Linked DNA regions of Sus scrofa: region 1 is linked to region 2. The links are chromatin contacts, called in public Hi-C maps. All regions are on one chromosome and are shown on one strand. Each heading gives the region's core, a stretch centred on a gene start, on an enhancer-like site or on the middle of the called end of the contact. The rest is flanking DNA. Distances are from core to core; before and after follow the strand shown.

Region 1 (7,141 bases), core at 3,263-5,762, 310 kb before region 2:
TCTCCAATTTAAGTTGTGTAAACACAGCACTGGGCCAGCTTCTCCAAGGTTCTGCAACTCGTCAGTGACAGAGTGTGGATTCCTGCTTAGTTTGGGCTGACTCTAGAGTGGACACTTGACCATCATGCCAAGCTAATCCCCATAACCTCACTGCACCCCACGGCAGATCTTCACAGATCTCATCATATCATAAGACTCCGCGATGGCACCATCTGTGGAAAACCCATCCTGTCCTTCAAGAAACTTCAAAATCGACAGAACATTGTAAATCAACTATAATTTAAAAAAATTTTAAAGAGAAAAGAAGAAAAAAGGAATCTTCTGTAGAGCCTTTCCCAATCCTGGACAGAGTTAGTGAGTCCATTCTCTGTGCTCTTTGTACAGCCTTCTGTGAGAGAGCAGAAGATTCATTCAGTTACTGAATGATTCATTCATTTATCTCTCTAACCTTAGCATCTAGCACAGAGTAACTGCCAATTTGATTTTTGTTAAATGATACTCATAGAAACAGATTAACTAATACCAAATTCTCCAAAGCAACCACTTTAAGCACAAGGTCTCCACAGACTCCAGGATGGATTTAGTTGCACTCTAGCAACATTTCAGTGACAGGGTCTCCCTTTGTTCCATTTAGTGTTGGGGGATGGGTTTTTTTCTTTAATTTCCTTGGACTCTTGCCTTTAGAAATTGTTGGGAGGCGGTAGCCGGCAGCATGGATGATATCCATTAACATTGTTTTACATTTTCTGATTTAATCTCACCCAGAATTACTACAAGAACCCCACATAACTGCGACATTTACAGAACATGAAAGTAATAACTCCCATTTATCAAGCACCTATCATCTGTGAAACACCATGCCACGCAGTTTATACATAGTAGCTCTAACCATCACAAGAAGCCTGTGAGGTAAGAATTATTATTGCCATCTTACAAATGAGCAAACTGAGGCTCAGCCAATGAAGAGATCTGCCCACTGCCATACCCCAGTTAGTGGCAGAGCAGAAATGGAATCAGTGCCGTCTGGCTCCAGAGCTGGATCTCTTTCCCTTTATTCGGTGCCCTCTGGAACATATAGCAGCTGTTGTGATGATTAGAAAAGATAATGGGGAGGAAAGTGCTTGGAAAACTCCACAGAGAACTAAGCATGTAAGAGATTATGAAGACTTGTTGAGAGCTTTGGCAAGGGCACTGTGATAATAGTCCTGGGGAGGGGGAACAAATTGATCTGGCTGGAGTTTAGGGGCATTTCCTATTATGTAATTGCTCTGAAGGCAGTATTTCTGAAGCAGTGGAGAGGCAGACCCTCCTTTCTTTGTGAAACAGTCCTCATCTCTGGGAACAAAGACGGGAGAGGTTAGTTTGGTTTAAACCAGTTATTTTCTTCCAAGACAAATGATAAGGGTGGGGGAGGAGAGGCCATGTTGTCCACTTGCTGTTGGGTCCTAGACATTGATTGGTTCCGGACCCTGCTTTGAGTGAGAGCAGTAACTTACAACACATGCTGAATGTTTTTCCATTTAAAATGCATTTCAAAAACACCATAGGCCTGCGTGTTTATTCTCTGAAATATAGCACAAGAGAACACACAGACTGTTACATATGTTCTCAATGTTTCACCAGACTTCAGAGGCAGAAAAGGGCCTTTTTGTTCTTTCATTCATCCAACAACTATTTATTGAATGATTTCTATGTGTCAGGCATTGTGCTAGGCACTGAGGGCCTAGACAGGGGCCCTGGGGTCACAAAAACTAAGACTAGGGTAGGAGAGAGACACCTATAAAGTAACTTTCAAAATATTGTGCAACAACAGCAGTGCGACAACAGGAGTTCACACAAGATAAGGAAAATATACAACAATGAACAATGTCTGAGCCAACTTTTGATGACGAAAAAGAGGAAGCCCGACCCTATAATGTGCACTGTCCCCCATTATGCATATACATCTGGTGCTTGGAAACACACTAAAATATTTATTATTTTAATAATTATTTTAAGCACCTAGAACATGCAGAATACTATGTTAATATCTGTGCAGAATGCAAAGAATAAAGTATCATTCTATCTATCTAATCTCTCAAAACAGATTATATTAGAATAGGAAATATAATATACGTTCCAAAACAATAGCAGAATGAACAAGAGTGGGGGAAATATTTGCACAAAGTGGCTACAAAGATCAAGCAGATAAATCACAAATTCTTTTTTTTTTTTTTTTTTTGGTCTTTTCAAGGGCTGCTCCCGCGGCATATGGAGGTTCCCAGGCTAGGGGTCTAATGGAGCTGTAGCCACCAGCCTACACCTCAGCCACAGCCATGCCAGATCCGAGCTGTGTCTGCGACCTACACCACAGCTCATGGCAACACTGGATCGTTAACCCGCCTAGCAAGGCCGGGGATCAAACCCACAACCTCATGGTTCGTAGTTGGATTCGTTAACCACTGTGCCACGACGGGAACTCCTAAATTACAAATTCTGAATCAACTCAAAGGCAGAGAATGGAGTCAATGACTTAAGCATAATGAGCAACATAATGTCAACACATTTGATAACTTAGATGAAAAGGACAAATTTCCTGAAAGACTGCAACTTACTCAAACTGCCTCAAGAAGAAATAGAAAATAGACCTTATCTTATGAAAGAGACTGAATTTATACTTAAACACCGCTACGGACAGAATATTTGTCTCTCCCTAAAATTCATAAATTGAAGTCTAACCCCAATGTGATGCTATTTGGAGGTGGGGCCTTTGATGGGGGTGGGGGTGGGGGTGTGATTAGCTCATAAAGTTGAAGCCTTCATGAATGGGATTTGTGTCCTGATAAGGGGTTGAAGAGACCAGAGTTCTCCCTTTCTGCCATGTGAGGACAAAATGTTGACAAGAACTTAAAACAACTGAAACTCCAGAAGTGCTGGCGGGAGTGTAAACTGGTACCATTTTGAAAAACTGCTGGTCAGTTTCTTAAAAAGATAAACGCTTTGCACACAACACAGAAATTCTATTCATAAGGATTTACACAAGAGAAATAAAAACTTATGTCAAACAAAGAAGTGTACAGCAATGGTCACAGCTGCATTTTCCATAATAGATCAAAACTGGAAATCACACAAATGTCTATCAGGAGGAATGGTGGATAAATGAACTGTATACTGACCCAATGGAATACTACTCAGCAATAAAAAGAAGCAAACGCTATCGATATGTAACAACATGGATAACTCTTTTACTTAGCGTAATAAAAAGCATTATGCTAAGTAAAAAAGCCCAAACCCAAAAGTGTACATACTGTATGAGTCCGTTTATATGAAAGTCTAGAGAAGTCCAAACTAATCTATGGTGACAGAAAGCAGGGTAGTGGTTACCTGGGCTGGGGATGGAATTGACCCCAAAGGGGCACAAGGGAACTTTTGAGCATAATGGAAATATTTATACTTTAATTGTGGTGGTGGTTACAAGGGTACATACATTTGTCAAAACTCATCAAACTATACATTCAAAATCAGGGTATTTTATTGTAAATTAATTATATCTAAGTAGCGTTGACTTAGGAAAAAAACAGCATGGAAGTAGATGAAGGAGATAGATTACAGATGGGTGGTCAGACCAATTGGGTTTAAATCTCAGCTCTTGGGCCTCAGAGATGTGACTCTGGACAGATCACTCTACCTCTCAGATCCTCAGTTTCCTCATCTATATAGTGGGAGTACTGACACCTACATCAAATAGTTGTGTTGAGGAATAAGTATATATATGAAGAGTAAGGGTGTGTATATAAAGATACACACACATTAATATATTTATGAATATGGATATTTACATATCGATTCAATATATGATACTTCATAGTGCTCCAAGAATATTAATTCTCTTGTTTTTAACTTCCGGAACCAGAAGGCCATGGTATTTCTTGGAGATATTTAGCCAGCCCTTTGGACCCAAACAGTCCAGAAGAAATTACTGCGCGGAGTCACAGATCAGGCTGGCAGACACTACTCTCTTCCCTGGATAACGAGACAAAGCACAGGAAATTGTGGCTTGGCAGTGGTTCTTAGATAAAAGGAAGGCTTATAGGACAGACCATCCTGAGGGAGGAAGATGGGTAAGAAGCAGGGAAAGTCCAACTGAGGATAATAAGGCTTTTCCTCTCTGCTGCAATTCCAAGCTTTTCTTCAGTTCTATGATTGATGGTGTCTGTAGGTAACAAATAACTACCACGTCCAGTGCAGGGTAGCCTGGTGGAAAGAAACAGGCTTTGAGGTTTTCAGCCCTGAACTTGAGCGCCAACTTTTCCATTCCATGGGTGTGTGATCCTTGGCAGGAGAAGCAGGGTTTCTGAATCGCAGTCTCCTCATATCTATGAGAAGGATAATAAAGGAATCTAGTTCCTAGGCTGTCCTGGATATTAAATACCACAGGCTTCCACTGCAATCTACCAGAGACAGGGTACTCGGAGGCAGGCGTTCTGGAGCAGATTCCCCAGAGGCGGGTCCAGAATGTTCCCTCGGCCTGTTGGTGAAGCACCCTGGCACTGAGGGATGTGAGAGAGCTACTGGAGATTTCGCTGGGTCATGAAAGGCTTTGTCTTCCTCACCGCGTCCTCCCCAAGATCCTCCTGGAGGACCTCGGCTCTGCTCCCTACCACCGTTGAACATCTTGACCCTGAAATCCCCAGAGCAGAATGCTGAGTGTCCTTCCCGTGAGGAAGCACTGCATCACAGCTGCGTTCGGTCTGTGGAGGGTTTGGAAGTGACCCTTCCAAACATCTCCCCGCACCCAAGGCCTCCTTTCCCAGTTGATATGTGCACGTCCCGCCGCAGCCGCTAGGGGGAGCCTGGGCCGGGAGGCTGGGAAGTTGGGCAACTCTACTGAGGTCTTTGTTGCACTAGGAAATCTTTCCGTGCCTACAAGGACCTCACTCTAAATAGACCAGTATTCGCTGAATATTTGAGAAAGGAAAACTGTCCGACACTGAAAGGAAAATATCAGAAAGCCTCCTATTATCTCTGCACTCTCCCTTCACCAGCTTAGAAGCTAGTCTGTGTTTTTCCCATGCATCCTTTCAAAAGTTACTTCAGAAGCCGTTTAGAGAAGTAGGAAGAACAAGGTTCATGGATTCAAGACTGTTCTGGACTCTCACTGGTTATGGGGCCTTGGACATGTCTGTACTTTTCTGAACCTTTTTATTAATACTATTACCATTCATTGGTTCTGTTCATGGGTCATGCTGCTAAAAAATTACCTCATATCATCCTCACATCAATTATATATGGGAAGTGTTTGTTATCCCCATTTTATGGACTAAGAAACTGAGGCATAAGAAGTCACTTGCCCAAGGTTTTAATCCAGTAGAGTCGTTGAGATCTTTCTGACTCCAGAGTTTATGCTAAAGCACTTTTATCTCCAGTACACACTCTCATTTTTCCAATGAGCCTTAGCAATAATAATTATAAGGTCTTCATCATCTATTTTATCTTCAGACTTTAAAGTTATTCAAATGATTATTTATAGTTGAGATTATATTCAAGGTCACGGAAAGACCCTGTGTTTCAGGGTGAGTAACCTCCACAGAGGGCTGTGTGTGAGTACAAAGAGATCTGTGGAGAGGCCTGAAACTAAGACCATGATCATGAGCACAGCAGAGGCCAGATCAGAGCCGACCTCAGGAACAAATATAATGGCAGTAGGCTTCTCCTTCTGCCTTTGTCTCTGTCTTCATGTACAGGTGCTAAAGCATCTGGAACAGCCTTGTTTCTCCCTGGCCACTCCTTTGCCCCTGGGCAGAGGTCTCCAATCCCCTAATGAAGAGTCTGATGAAACAGCCCCCTCTCCCTGGCGCTGCTATGCGGGCTGACTTTATTCTTCTTTTGAAACCTACTGCATCTCTCTCAAAACATAGCCCTTCCTTCTATCCAAAAGATTCCTCTATTCTCCTTGTCCCCTCAGTCCCTGGTGGCTGCATGGCTTATAATAGCTAAAACCTGGAGCAACTTAAATGTCCATTCATAGAAGACTGTTATGCTACATCCTTATTTTGTTCATTAGTCACCTAAAGTTCAATTGTAGTTGAAATAAACACAACTCAAACTTCCAGAGGCCAAAATCGGGGCTAACTGGCTCATATAACTAAAAGGCTCAAGGAGATATAGCTTCAGGTCCAGTGGGATCCAGGTATCTGAACAATGTTTCAGGAAACTGCCTCTTTCCATCTCTTATCTCTCCTTTCTTCTTCTGCATATGTTTCATGCTCAGGCAGCAAAGATAGCCAACAGCTGCTCTGGCTTTTACCCCACAAAATTCACTACCCCCAAGGTAAAGAGTATCTCATGCACTAGTTAGAGCTATGGCTGCCCATTCTGGACTAATCTCTGTGATTCAGACCAAACAAAGTCTTAAGAGATAGATTATATAAAGGTATAGATAAAACATGAAACTTCTAGAAGAAAACATGATAAAATCTTTACAACCTTGGAACAGGCAAAGGTTTTTTTTTTTCTTTTTTTTTTTTTTAATTACTCAATGAATTTTATTAGGCAAAGGTTTTCTTAAACACCAAAAAAGAACTAGTCATAAAAGGAAAAAAAAATCATAAATTGGATTTAAGCAAAATTAAAAGCTGTTGTTTGAAAAACACTATTGGAAATTAAAAGGCAAGACTCAAACTGAGAGAGAACAATACATGTCCCTTAAACGTAAAATAATTTTGCTACTGTTAAAAATAAATGATGGAGTTCCTGTCATGGCGCAGCATAGACGAATCCATTAGTAACCATGAGGATGCAGGTTGGATCCCTGGCCTTGCTCAGTGGGTTAAGGATCTGGCATTGCCATGAGCTGTGGTGTAGGTAGCAGATGTGGCTCGGATCTGGCATTGCTGTGGCTCTGGTGTAGGCTGGCAGCAACAGCTCGGATTAGACCCCTAGCCTGGGAACCTCCATATGGCATGGGCACAGCCCTAAAATAAAAGGCCAAAAAAAGACAAAAAAATAAAAATTAAAAAAATTTTAAAAATAATAAAAATAAATGATATATATTTATACGAAAAGATTTTTGGAAATAGAGATTTGCGTTTTGTTCACCACTATGTCTCTAGCATCTAAAATGGTATACAACCAATATTTGTTGAATGAATTAATTGCCAAA
Region 2 (6,476 bases), core at 1,591-4,090:
TTTTTCCTGCCCCTTGGTCTCTGTTGCTGTGTCCTTGGGGTTGCTTTATGGCAACTAACCCCTCAAGGGACAAATGTATACTAGTACTGTTTTCATTTCACAGCTGCCACAGGCTGAGAAGCTGGCTTAATGTTATGATCTCATTTAATCCTCATCTTAATCTTAAATGCTTCTTAACCATTATTGCCATTTTACAGATGAGAAAACTGAAGTTAATTAGTAACAAAATAGGAGTTGGGATAACTGGATCTTAATCACATGGATAGCCATGCCAGGGCTGCCTGGCTCCCTTTATATCATATTGCCTTTTCAGCAGGCAGGCAGCAGGCACCAAAAGCCTCAGGAAAGCTCGCAGCCTAAGAGGTGTCTGTGTTGCTGTCCAGAGCTCCTGGGCAGAACAGAGCCTTGTCCTCTCCCCATGCTTTGAGCTGTGGAGGCAGAGTGACAGACAGGAAGCTTTTCAGAATGGAGGGAGGAAGAGAAAGATGAGTGTTTCCAGGTTTCCTCTGCCATGCACCCAGATTTCTTTTGGAAGTTAGAAGAACACTGAAAAGCTGCCGCCTGGTCCCTACCCTCAAGGAGGTTTTCCAGCAGATGAGCTAAAGCAAGCTGTAGGTTGCCATCTTGTGCACAGCAGCCAATGTATCTGCATTTAGGGAAAGCCACTTTGCAGCTGGTGGATGATCCGAACCCACTGTCTTTAGCAGGGATTGCAGTGCATAGACGTCCTGAACAGTGCTTTGAGGTGAACTCATAACCCTGAAGCTTTTTGCCTTTTGCCTTCCAGTTCTGGCCGGGAATGATACAAACAGGGCAGCCTGGATCCTCACAAGAGTAAGTCTGAGGAGGGGCCAACACTGCCAGCAAGGGGCTGGTCACAGCCCACCCCACCCCAGGTTGAGGTTTTCTGGCCCCAGACCACCTGGGGGCTGGGAGGCGAAGAGATTGAACCTGAGATCACCAACGTCATCCCCCACTGTTGTCTGCTGAGGCAATAGCAGCAAAGAGACTGTGCAAATCCAGGAGATCTGTAAACACCTCACTCCCACCTTAAGTACTAGTAGGCATGCAGCTAGCAACAGGTGGAGGGTCTCCGTCCCTTCAAGGCCTTGGAGGTAGAGCCTGGGGTCCTTCTAGAGAGGGCAGCAGAGGTGATCCTACAGCCCATTTTATTCCGGCCTTCCCTGTGGTGGGAGCAGCTCATAGGAAATTCTGCTGATGCCTGGTAGGCCAGGGAAGCAAGCTCAGTAAGCTGGAAGGTAAGGGCTGTCTGGGGATAGAAGCTGAATGGAAATCTTGCCTGAGTATTCTCAAAAGAACTGGAGCTATTTAGCTAGAAAAGGAGAGCCTGAGACACGTCCCCAGCCTTGCCTGGAAATGGTGACCGCTTGACCTCAGTCTCTGCAGGGATGAGAAGAATGGTTCATACGTAGCCTATCACAGCATGTGGAGTTGGGCTGACCGGTCCAGCTGGTCCCATTGAATTGGCATGAGGCTTGGTGGTTTGGTCCCCAGTGCCCTCACAGTTCAACAATGTAACTGTCTGTCTTGGCAGTGCTCTACTGGGCTGTGAATCACCTGCAGGCAGGAAACCCTACAGTGGGGAGGACCCCAGGTGAGGCCCCAGCCCTGGAAGGCTAGGGCCAGGCCTGGGAAGTAGCTGCCACTCCTCCGTGGTTTTTGACTCTCTCCATCCTATCTCCAGCGTCAAGCCCTTCGTGCAGCAGGCCTACCCCATCCAGCCGGCGGTCACGGCCCCCATTCCAGGTGAGTCTCTGTAGGACCCTTGGGCCCTGTCCCACAGCCACACATACCCCCTACTTGCAGAGCCTTGGGTGCCCCTGTCTTCCCACCACCCTCCTTAGGGCAGAATGAACCCAGAGCTCAGGGGAGTCATAGGGGTGTCCCCTCCCAGGCCCTGATTCCTCTCAGTCCTCTCCCAGGAGCTCTTCTCATGGGTTTTAGAGAAACAGAAAGCCTGATGACTTTCACTCAGGACCTGGGTCACCCTCAGAAGGGGAAGTGGCTAAAGTTCCTTCCCCATCATAAACAGGCCACATGGGCAATCTCAGTCTGGAAGGAAGATTCACCCCTTTTTCACCCTTTCTTAGATAAGTATATTTCAGTTCCTAGTACTGTTCTTTAAAGGAATGCTTACAGGGAAGCCCAACTAGAAAACACACACCTGGCCAGCCCGCCTCCTACCATGCACGTGAACAGACTCAGTGGGACTCTCTTCATCAAAGACCCCCCAGATTGCAGTGCAATCACATGCGGCCCTCTGCTCCAGTACCATGGAATGTTCCAAGAGGACTTCTGCAGCACTGGTGACTGCAGCCTTTGGAAGGGAGAGGGACGAGCCCAAGGACTGCCCGCGCATCCCTGTCTCACAGGAGGTCTCTGCCAGCCGCCACTTCTTCTCTTCCATCACCCTTGCTGAGGTCCCCAGCAAAGCCCCGTGGCCGAGGACTAGGTGTCCTCATACCACGGCCCTTGACCTGAGCCGGGCCAGCCTTATGGGGAGCCATGTGCGTTGTGCTTCTCTGGCTGGCCACACCTCTGGTTTCCGTGGCCAGAACCTACCATGCCTGGCACTGCTGGACTCTGGCAGAGGGCCCTATTGGCCTTTCCTTCTGAGTCGTCTGTTTTGTAGGGCTCTGCCCCAAGGTTAGCCTGGGTCCGAGGGGAGGCAAGCAGCCAGGTTTAAGGTGATGATGGATTGGTCTTTCAGGGTTTGAGCCAGCGTCAGCCCCAGCTCCCTCGGTCCCAGCCTGGCAGGGCCGCTCCATTGGCACAACCAAACTTCGCCTGGTGGAATTCTCAGCTTTCCTCGAACAGCAGCGAGACCCGGACTCGGTGAGTGTGCTCAGAGAGGTGTGTCTTGAACCCAAGATTTGCTCCTCTTCCCCTGCCCTTGGGCCTGATGAGTAGCCTGCCTGAAAACAGTCCTGAGAAGAATAGCAGAGCAGCCCTTCAACAAAGTAAAAAGACATTTCTGTTGACAAAGATGTAGAACTTTAGACCTGAATGGTTATGGAGGCTCCGGACCTCAAACTCCAGGGATTATTGGAGCTGAACAGAAGGACCTTAGCAGGCTCTTGCAACTGGTAAAATGTAATGCTTATTGAGCCCTACCCTGTAGCGGGCGTTGAGCAAAGCGATTTCAATCACATTTTACCTTTACAAAACCTCTTAATAGTAGGTGCTGTCTGATGCATGAGGAAACAGACAGGTTAAGTAATTTCCCTATAGTGACACAGTTGATATCTGGTGGATTAGAGATTCAAAGTCATATCTTTAAAACTCAGGCCTAAACATGTAGCTGTTATGCTATACTTCTTTTCCAAGCTGTTTTTTTTCTCAAGATGGCAAGTTGTTATTTTCTGAAAGAAAATCCACAGTAATAGTACGTTAGCAGTTTGACGTAGAATGCTATGCACTAGAATACCATAAATACCGATAACATCGAAATCTGGATTCTGTTTGTCTCTTCTCTTCTTTGCCATCCCCCTGCCCCATCTCATGCCTGTCATCCCACAGCTTCTCAGCCAGGCCCACCGTTTCCCCCACATATGTGAGCCTTGCTTCTCCCCCACCCACAAGCCCGAGACCCTTTCCTCACTCCCACTCCTTGCCTGTGAGTGTGAGCCTTGCACCAAGGCAGAAACGAAGAAATCATGTTTGTCTTGGGGATCTTCACGAACTCCTCTCCATGCTCTCTCCCTCACCCCACCCCACCCATCTCGGGGGCTACCGAGAGCGCACAGGTGCCATGCTCTCTGGGTGGTGGCCACCTCGCTGTCAGGCTACTACCATCGAAAAGTGTCATGAATGCGTGCACTGTGTATAAATAGTTCAGGTACCGAATGACCGGAGGTGAGCTATCCGAGGAAGTGTCTGATGGTAGATGGGGGCGATACCATGGGCAGAGGGACTTCCATCAGCCATCACCAGTGTGGACACGCGAAGACCCTGGCATTTCTGTCTGGGAATCGTGAAGGCGGGGAGCTGGTGGAAGAATAGAGCCTGTTCCCGAATTAGGCTGTCGAGGCAGGTAAAGGAAAAGGAGATCATTGAGAACAGGGATGAGAAGGCCATCGGGATCACCCAGGTGTCTGAGTGGCTTTATAAGAAGGGCGATGGGGAGAGCTTAAATACCTGTCTGTGGGAGCCCTGAAATAAACAAGCAGAAAGACCATCATCCTGATTCTTCTTTTTTCTGAGAAGTATAGATGGTTCTTTGGCCGAAGGCTGGGCCTTAGCCTCGTTAGTGTTTTTGCTTTCTGTAACTCAGAGTACTTTGTCTTGGTTATTTCATTTTGCCCTCAAACTGCTTGTGAAGTAGTTTCTGTTTTCCTCATTTTTCAGGTAAAGAAACTGAGGCCCAGACACATTAAAATGACTTAGGATTTTTAGCCAATAAGCAGAAGGACCAGGAGCCAAGATCCTCTGTTTCAGGATACTCGTTTCACTACTGTAAACCACCACCAGTGGTGAAGGTCTCTTGAATTGTGTGTTAGTTTGCGTATCTCCTGTGTGAGGGAATCTCTTTCTTTCCTTGGAATAGGACTCCAAGACACTGGGAAGCAAAATCCCAAGCTGTTAGCTGTTATCCTTATTAAAATACTCAATATAGGAGTTCCTGCTCTGGTGCTGACTGCAGCAGCTCGGGTCACTGCAGGGCAAGGGTTCAATCTCTAGCCCAGCACAGTGGGCTAAAGGATCCAGCATTGCTGCAGCTGTGGTGTAGGTTGCAGCTGTAGCTCAGATTCAGTCCTAGCCCAGGGACTCCATGTCGTGAGGGTGCTGCCGTTAAAAGAAATTTTTTTTTAAAGACAAAATATAATGTTTTACCACAGTTAATTTTTTTTTTTTTTTTAAATTGGAGAAGCCTGTGGCAGCCTATGACTGTCCTCTTCACTTATGGACCTTTTAGGGCCCCGAATGTCCAGTTCCTCTTTTTGTTGTTGTTAGTATCAGTTGGGTTTCACACTGAGTCACTGCTAGATTCATTCAGTCCATTCTGTTTATGTGCACTTGGATGTTGATCATTCAGTCCATGGATGTTGAAGGCGCTCCGTCTGCCAGGGAGGGCTCAGTGCTGCACAGACAACCGCTGACGCTGCTTTTGTGGAAGGTGATGTCTGGTGACAAGGCACACGAAGCAGTTGTCACACATGAGGTCCCTGTGAAGCGTGGTGACTGCTGGGCAGGAAGGATACTGGACGCTGGGAGTGATGGTTGGATGATTGGGACTGGGCAGGCTTCTTTAAAGACGTAGCCCCTACCCTGAGAGGTGGAGGATCGATGCGGGCCAGGGAGGAGTAAGGGAGAAGAGCTTTCCAGAGGCTGATGCTGATGTCTATAAAGCAATGAGGGAAAGCTGGTGAATGGTCTAGAAAGGCAGGGCCTCCGGGTCCTCAGAGGAGAGTCCAGAGAGAGAGATGCTTCATGCACCTTCAGGATTACACCTAAGATCTGAACGGTTCAACTAGACTTGACCTTGTACTGATGAAAGAAAAGGTTTGTCTCTTTAGGTGGGACTCCAATACGTGACCTCCGTGGTGACAGTGGTAACAAATGTGGTCCACTAGAGAGTGAATTTCCAGGGTAGCCGGGACTAGGGGAGGCCACCCTGGACCAAGGACTAGGTGGACTAGGCAAACTAGGTTCTCGTCTTGGCTTTGTTGCTCCCAAGTGTGCCTCCGTGCCCTGTGTCCTCTTGGGAGCCAGTTCAGGCAGAGAAGGGTTCAGAGGTGGCCACAGCCAGTGACTGGCTGTGAGATAGCAATCTCACCAGGCCCCTTCTGTAGAAAGAAATAGAGTTATCTACCTCATGGGCTGTGAAAAGGATGAAGGAAGTCACCAATGAAAGGTAGTTCACACTGCACCCAGCTCGTTGATGCATTTTCTTTGGTTTTTGCGAGCTCTGCCCATGGCCGCATGATTCCAGTGAGCCTCAGCCATCACAGAGGAGTAGGATCTGAAGAATCCAAAGTTGAGTTTGTTTAGGAGCCTCATTAGTTATCTGTAAGCTGTTGGTTTCTTTATCAAATTAACATGCTTAATGTTTGATGTTGAATTTGAAAAACAGTATATCCAAATGTGCTTAAATGTACTGGCTGAATTTATTTTAGATAATTTTAAATTGTCCTATAGTTGGAAGTCTGAGAGTCATTCACATACTACAAGTTTTTTTCAGTGTGACCTTTGACCTCAAGGGCCTTTACCTGTTCATTGTAACAGCACCTTGTGTTTGTAAAGTAAAGCGTGTATTAAATAATTTGAGAAGTTGGCGTTTGAGACTTGTCAGAATGCTTTGAATAATTTTGTTATTTCTCCCCCATTTCAATTAGTCACCTCTCTTAGTCCCAGTCATTCTGAAATTCACTCTTCCGATTCCACATGTCGCCATTGCCACCGTAAGGATTCTCCATGCTTCTGCCACCCCTCCAGTAGAGGTAACCGATAGTGGT

What was found. A called contact is a pair of places that touch in the nucleus more often than the background predicts.
Region 1: a contact with region 2 is called in a Hi-C map of omental adipose tissue, with 2.3 times the contacts expected there. The contact joins two enhancer-like sites. A contact is called at or near these places in 1 of 5 promoter capture datasets (liver), 17 of 47 Hi-C or Micro-C datasets (alveolar macrophages, embryonic fibroblasts, epiblast stem cells and 9 more) and 1 of 2 datasets of contacts at active chromatin or transcription factors (skeletal muscle).

What each region holds. Positions count from the first base shown.
Region 1 is chr2:46,760,017-46,767,157 of Sscrofa11.1, reverse strand. The region is part of intron 4 of LOC102164222 (a long non-coding RNA gene); the gene reads right to left. Among named protein-coding and RNA genes, the nearest start is that of TEAD1, 93 kb to the right of the region's middle. Within about 2 kb of position 4,512, at least 2 of the 83 cell types and tissues checked have an H3K27ac peak or open chromatin away from gene starts, as enhancers often do. A contact at or near this core is called in omental adipose tissue, where this site is marked.
Region 2 is chr2:46,448,420-46,454,895 of Sscrofa11.1, reverse strand. It overlaps TEAD1 (TEA domain transcription factor 1), which reads left to right. Exons shown (of 14, transcript NM_001142669.1): 8 at 788-834; 9 at 1,706-1,767; 10 at 2,732-2,856. Among named protein-coding and RNA genes, the nearest start is that of RASSF10, 110 kb to the right of the region's middle. Within about 2 kb of position 2,840, at least 4 of the 83 cell types and tissues checked have an H3K27ac peak or open chromatin away from gene starts, as enhancers often do. A contact at or near this core is called in omental adipose tissue, where this site is marked.